2 separate regions of the Sus scrofa genome follow, and region 1 is linked to region 2. Evidence: chromatin contacts called from public Hi-C data. All regions are on one chromosome and are shown on one strand. The core of a region is the stretch at or near the end of the contact, and the rest is flanking DNA. Distances in the headings are between cores, read along the strand shown. Region 1 holds the start of PRRG2 (transmembrane gamma-carboxyglutamic acid protein 2). Region 2 holds the start of RCN3 (reticulocalbin-3).

Region 1 (3,369 bases), core at 441-2,940, 37 kb after region 2:
AGATAATAACAAGCATGAAGACACTGGAACCCTCCTACATTGAAGGTGGGAATATAAAATGGGGAGTAGCCACTGTGGCAAAGTCTGATAGCTCCTCAAAAGGTTAAACATGGAGCTACCACTTGATTCAGCAATTCCACTACCAACAGAAAACATTGGTCCACACAAAAACTGGTACACAAGTGCAAGCAGTGTAGCCAAAAAGTGGAAACAACACAAATGTCCACTGACTGATGAATGGATAAACAATATGGCATATCTCATACAAAGGAATACTATTCAGCCTTAAAAAGTAGTGATACATGCTACAAAATGCGTGAACCTTGAAAATATCATGCTAAGTGAAAGAAACCCAGACAGAGAAAGATCCCTTGTGGCACAGTGGGATGGGTTAAGGATGCGGGGCTGCGCAGCTGTGGCCCAAGCAGCAACGCAAGTGGCAACTGCAGTGGATGTGATCAGAGAAAAAAATGACTCCATTTATGTGAAATATCCAGATTAGGTTAATCCATGGAGACAGAGAAAGTAGGTGAGCGGCTGCCTAGAGTGTGTGTGTGTGGGGGGGAATAAAGGAAAAGACACTACCATTTCAAAGAAGTGAAAAGGGTTTCAGATGATGGGATTAAAAAAAGAATAACTAACCCAGTTTCTTCAAAGAATCAATTGCATTAAGAGAAAAACTGGGTAGGATGGAGGAGAGACTGTTCAAAATTAAAAGCAATTTAAAAAGAGACATAACATGACTCGAAAGGATCCCAATTCAAGCAAATGAAACTTTTTTTTTAGGGCCGCACCTGCGACATATGGAAGTTCCCAGGCTGGGGGTCGAACTGGTGCTATAGCTGTCGCTACGCCACAGCCACGCCCGATCCGTATACCACAGCTCACAGCAACGCTGGATCCTTCACCCACTGAGCAAGGCCAGGGATCAAACCTGCGTCCTCGTGGATGCTAGTCGGGCTGGCTAACTGCTGAGCCACGACGGGAACTACGGAATTCTTATGTTACTCTCTCACTTTTACATGTTTGAACCTTTTTCCAGTATTAAAGGAAAATTGCTGTAAAGGACCCATCAAATCCAAGTTCGTACCCCATCAGCAGCCCCGTAGGGATATGAAACCAGGACAGCCAATCCCCAAAGCTCCATAGAGGAAAATGGTAAACCCTACAGCAACTCCGAGAGGGAAGGCTGTCAAAAAGGTGCAGAGAGGCGGCGACAGGCGACTGCACAATATCCCCCGCCGCCCTCCGCATCACAATCTGGGAAACTAAGGGCAGGAAAGGGGTGCTCTTCCTCAATTTTCACGTCTTAGACTCTCTAGAACACCAGTCCCCTCCTTTCCCCGGGAACCCCGGCCCATCCGTCCGTAGTGAAACTAAAACTCTCCAGAGAACTGAAGGTTTGGGTACCTCCAAAGATTTCTGGGACTTGTAGTTCAGCTTCAAACTTGGAGCGCCTAGAGCGTTCCACTAATGACTGTCGGGAAGTCGGAAATTCAAAATCCTGTCCCACTCTCCCTTGGGACCCCGAGACTCTAGCCTACGCGAAGACGATCGCAGTAACGCCATCCCGCCACCCCCTGGAACTCACCTTACAAACAACGCCTTCTCCCTCCGAAGCGGCTTCAACTGTGCCCCTACACCGGAAAGGAGCGCTGTTTTCCCTCCCCGCTCTACACACTTCCGGCCGGCGGAAGAGACAGGAAGTAGATCTGCCCCTAGTTGCGGAGGTCTCTCTTCTGGCTAGGTAAGTCTTCCCTTCTTCTCTTCCTCCCTCCGGAAACGTGAGTGGCAATTCGAAGGTTCCGGTCAGTAAAACTGGCGTAAATAGGGGGCGCGCTTAGTATATACTAGGCGTTTCCCGGGCGGGCGATTTCCTGCTGGTACCGAGGCTTCGCGTCTCTCTAAGGCTGTGTCTAAGGACTAACCACTTCGCCCAGTGACTGGAAAGCCGGCTTACCCAAGGATATCATCCACTTTTCTGCTGCAAAATAAGAGTTAATAGAGAAGGGATAACTCCACTGTCCCCACTTTACACATGGAGCATTGGAGCAGTCGGAAGTCAAAGCCTTTCAAATTACCTCAGGAAACAGGAATTTATTACCGCATACTCACCTCCCACCCCCAGGGGCCAAGGCGTACATTTCTCACTAAGGCAGTTTCCCTGTCAGTTTCTAGGTATTGACATCTCTAGATATCTGGAGCCCTAGATGTTTAGTTCCCAGCTCTCACTGGCGGGCTCTTGGGGCGGGGTGGGGGTGGGGGGATTGGATAGGAGGAGGGAAGCTGCATATCCAACTCCCTAAGTGCCCCCACTGTGTCGGAGAGGCTGGCCCTCCTAAAGGCTCTGGACCGTGGCCCTTAATCATAAGGTCCCTTTAAATACTTAGTCCCTTACCTGAGTCCCGCCCAAGGCAGGTAATCACAAACCCCGCCCCTCTGGCCAGAAACCTGGATTGTGCCGACTATAGAGAGTAAGGCACCCCTCCTTCCTCTCCCCTCCCCTCTCCCCAGCCCCTCTTCACAGCTGGCCGCAGCTGGCCCAGGAGGCCCCTATTAAGAAGGAGGGGACACTGTTCACAAGTCTGGGCAGGTAAGTGAATACCCTTGGAGGCAGAGCCTGGCTTGGGGACCCTGGCGATCTGGCTCCCCGTTCTTCTGAGATCCAGAAGTCGGAGCCTCCAAACCCAGGAGCCCAGGACCCCTGCTCCTTCCTCCTCCTCCTGGACCCAAGGATATAGGCCTCCGCTCTATACCTCTCCTGTCATCTTTGATCTCCGCGGGTGGATGTGGCAATGAGCACAGAGAGAGGCGGGTGTACATGGAAATTACCAGGGAAGGCAGGAATGCCCCTCAGTGGACATGTTTATGAGCACCTACTGTGTGCCCAAACCCGTGCTGGATACTGCAGACACAGCAGAGAAAAAGATAAGCTCCTAGCTCTGGTCCCTGGAGGGACGTTGCCTTTGTTGAAATCCTGCCTCTGAATTGCACCCTGTATGAATGTGGGCAAATTCTTTGACCTCTCTGTGCCTCAATGTTCTCATCTATCAAATGGAGATAATGATAGCACTGCTGTGAAAATGAGACTGAGTGAATAGAGGTAAACGACCTCAAACAGTGTCTGGCCCAGAATACAGGCTACCTAAGTGTCTGTATTATTCCCGTCATTCGTGGACCACAGAGTGGGTCAGAGAGACCTCGCCTCATTCTCCAGGCCCTGAGGTGTTTGTCGTCTAACTAACCACACCTGGTTCCTAGCGTCCACAAAATATGAGGGGCCACCCCTCTGTGCTGCTGCTATACCTGGGATTAACCACCTGCCTGGACTCCTCACCCAGCGGGAAGCACGACCAAGGTGAGTGTTTG
Region 2 (3,407 bases), core at 57-2,556:
ACCTCTCTGGCTGCAGAATCCCCAGCGAAGTCCTCCATGCCAGTGGTTGGAATCATGGTCGGCTTCCTACTGCTCTTGATCGTGGCTGGAGGAGGAGCTCTGCTGTGGAGGAGGATGAGGAAGGGGCTGCCAGGTGTGGGACGGGGAGAGGGAAGTGCCTCCGTGAGAGGGACGGAAACCCCAAAAAAGAGGGTGACACATTCCTGGGGGAACAGGGATCCAGACAGAGAGAGACAGAGACTTAGAGAGACATGGGGACAGAAAACTGGCAGGGAGTTCCCTTCGTGGCTCAGTGGTTAACAATCCCGACTAGTATCCATGAGGATGCAGGTCCGATCCCTGGCCTTGCTCAGTGGGTTAAGGATCTGGCCACGCTGTGAGCTGTGGTGTAGGTCGCGGATCTCACGTTGCTGCGGCTGTGGCGTAGGCCGGCAGCTGCAGCTCCAATTCAACCCCTAGCCTGGGAACGTCCATATGCTGAGAGTGTGGCCCTAAAAAAGAAAAAGAAAAGAAAGAAAACTGGGGGGGAGAAACAGACAGAGTGGGATAGAAACCTTCAGAGCAGGACAGAGGCAGGAACAGATGCACACACCTGTAGGGGAGGGGCGGATACCCAGGGGATTTCAAGATTCTGACGACCTCCCCTTCTCCTCTTTCCTCAGCCCCTTGGATCTCTTTTCATGGGGACGACGTAGGGGCCCTCCTGCCCACCCCCGACCTGGCCAAGGATGCTGAATCTTAGGATATGAATGCATTCCCAGCAACTGCCTGCTGGTCCCCCATCCTGGCTGCCACCAGCTACTGTAGTCAGGTCCTCTTCATGCTGTGAGACCTCCTGGAATCCTGGTATTTCTGAGCCTCTGGAAGGAGCCGGATGTCCTCCCTCTGGATTTCTCCTCCTGTGGTCTGCCTCAGTTCCCCCTCCTGATATACATGGCTGTATTCCACCTCCACATATATAACACGGGTTTGGGCCTGACTCTTTGTGTTCTCATTGTTTCACCTTTTAAGGCAATCGTGGGGGGAATTAAATGGTATAAGCCTTGGGCTTCAAATCTCTCCAGAGGCCAACTTGCTGGCATGGTGGAATCTGCCAATTTTATATACCAAGTCATGTGTTTTTAATTAATAAATTTCACAAATATTTACCGAATGTTTACACTGTGTCAGGCAATTTGAGGAATCCTTGGCTGGAGTCGGATTTGACTCCTTACTGGAGCGGAATAGAAAAGGTGTCTCCTCTTTGAGGGAAAGGAACGACTCTCCTCTGCCTCTTCTTTCTTAAAACATGCGGACAAAAGGGGCAAAAATACATCTCCCGTGAGGCTTTTCAGCTAGAGTAAACGGAGATAGTAGGGCAGGGTCCCCCGATGCCTATCGGGAGTTGTAGTTCTCTGGGTCGCAGGACTCTGGCGTTGCCCACCCTGTCCTCCCGGGCCGCACTTTCCTTTGTGGACGTGGCGAGGGGCGCTGGTGGCCCTCCCGGCTCCCATCCGCCACGCCCCTTGGGGCCGTCAGGAGCGCTCATTGGTCGGAGGGCGGGGCCTCTGAGCTGCAGGAGGCGGGGCCAAGCGGGAGAGCCGCCAAATTGGGCATCTTTTTGGAGAACGCAGCGTGGAGCACGCAGAGTGAAGTGAAGCAGCCTAACTGGGTAAAGGGGGGCGGGGGCGAGGGCGGAGGGCCTGCCAGGGAGGACGGTGAGGGGCCACTTGGGTGGAGGATTGCGGACCAGGCTGAAAGCGATGCCCAGGAGCCTGCATGATTTCTCCCTGGCCACCGCCGCGCCCTGAGCTGTGCGTGGGAAGTGCGCCACGTCTCCCGCCTGAATCCCCCCACTTGCGGCTCTAGGACTTCCTCAGAAGATTCGGCCCCCACAGCTGGCTTTACCTCTGAGAACCCCACCTCCCTTTTCCCCATACCATCCTTTTTTGAGCCCAAACCTTGGCAGCCAGCGACCAACTCTCTGTCCTGTCCTAGGTTGTCCCCACCCCCATCTCCTGTCCCATCTCTGCCAGGCTACTACCCTGACTTGTAGCCTCCACCCCTCCTCAGGAATTGACGATGTGGCGACCGTCACTTCTACTGCTGCTGTTGCTGCTCAGGCGCGGAGCCCACGGGAAGCCGTCCCCTGAAGCCGGCCCTCATGGCCAGGGGAGGGTGCACCAGGCAGCCCCCCTGAGCGAGGCCCCTCATGATGACGCTCACGGGAACTTCCAATATGACCATGAGGCTTTTCTGGGACGAGACGTGGCCAAGGAATTCGACCAACTCAGCCCAGAGGAAAGCCAAGCCCGTCTGGGGTAGGAAAGAGATGGAAGGGGAGGAGGATTCAAGGTTGTAATTTTAAAGACAGCGGTGGGAGGAGGCCTCAGTGAGAAGATATTCTTTGAGCCATGGGGGTATACGGGGGCATCACATTCTTGGCAGAGGAAACTGTAAGTGCAAAGGCCCTGAGGCAGGATTGAACCTGATGTGCCTGATAATGTCTGAGGATCAGTGAGGCCTAAGAGACTGGAAGAGAGAGAAAGGTAACAGGGGGTGGCAGAGAGACAACCAAGGGGTCAGGTCGGAGGGCCTTGGGACCACAGTGAAGATTGAAGTTTTTCTCTGAGTGAGATGAGTGCTCTGAGCAAAAGGAGGATGTGAGCTGCCCTCAGGTTGAACAGACTCCCCCCCAGGTTGCCATGCAGGAAACAGACTACAGGGAGCAAGAAGCAGGGAGCCCAGTGAGAAGGTGACTGCAATGGACCGGGAGGGAGACGAGAGACTAGGGGGACAGAGTCAAGGTGGGCATGGCGGCGGTGGCAGTCTGCTGGCTGGGATATTGTGCATGGATGGGGTCGGGAGAAGGAGGGATGGGGAGGAAGGGCAGTGACAGGCTAACACATTTGGGTCGCATTTACTACAGAGCTGGACACTGTTCTCAGTGCTTTCTGATGCTTAGCTCGTTGAATCCGCACATCCACGCTGTAGGGTAGATTCTATTATTTACCCCCGTTTTCCAGAGGTGGAAGCCGAGGCACAGAGAGGTGAAGTGACTTGCCAGCAGTCACACAGCCAGCAAGAGGAGGAGGCAGGATTTGAACCTAAATATCTGGTTCTAAAGCCCAACCTCTTTAACCACAGCTTCAAACCTTGGGGAGGGAGGGGGTCAGCGACCTGGGCAGGGCCCTCTCAAATTCGACCCTGGAGACTGGGTCTCGGGGGGTGGGGGCTGGAGGAGGGCTTTGTGACAGTGAGAGGAAGGAGAGCTCTATGGAGGGTCTGTTAGCGGTAGGGGGGAAAGACACAGATCAATGGCAGGGCCTTGCTAGTGGAGAGGAAATGGACTGGGAGCCTATAGACGTGGCCTGAGAGAAGGGGCATGAGGTGTGGCCTAGAGGGGCTTGACCTGCGACGTGGAGGTG

Evidence for each region. Hi-C and Micro-C count contacts between places; a contact is called where the count stands out from the background.
Region 1: a Hi-C map of embryonic fibroblasts shows a contact between it and region 2, with 2.0 times the contacts expected there. The contact joins the promoter of PRRG2 here to the promoter of RCN3 in region 2. A contact is called at or near these places in 4 of 47 Hi-C or Micro-C datasets (embryonic fibroblasts, epiblast stem cells, omental adipose tissue and 1 more) and 2 of 2 datasets of contacts at active chromatin or transcription factors (alveolar macrophages and skeletal muscle).

Annotation. Positions count from the first base shown.
Region 1 is chr6:54,634,290-54,637,658 of Sscrofa11.1, forward strand. PRRG2 (transmembrane gamma-carboxyglutamic acid protein 2) reads left to right here and starts at 1,691. Exons shown (of 10, transcript XM_021097559.1): 1 at 1,691-1,747; 2 at 2,515-2,593; 3 at 3,262-3,358. The coding sequence starts at 3,274. It overlaps NOSIP (nitric oxide synthase-interacting protein), which reads right to left and starts at 1,742. Exons shown (of 9, transcript XM_003127327.5): 1 at 1,592-1,742.
Region 2 is chr6:54,598,041-54,601,447 of Sscrofa11.1, forward strand. It overlaps RCN3 (reticulocalbin-3), which reads left to right and starts at 1,307. Exons shown (of 7, transcript XM_003127328.5): 1 at 1,307-1,651; 2 at 2,053-2,300. The coding sequence starts at 2,062. FCGRT (Fc fragment of IgG receptor and transporter) reads left to right here. Exons shown (of 6, transcript NM_214197.2): 5 at 17-133; 6 at 663-1,148. The coding sequence ends at 742.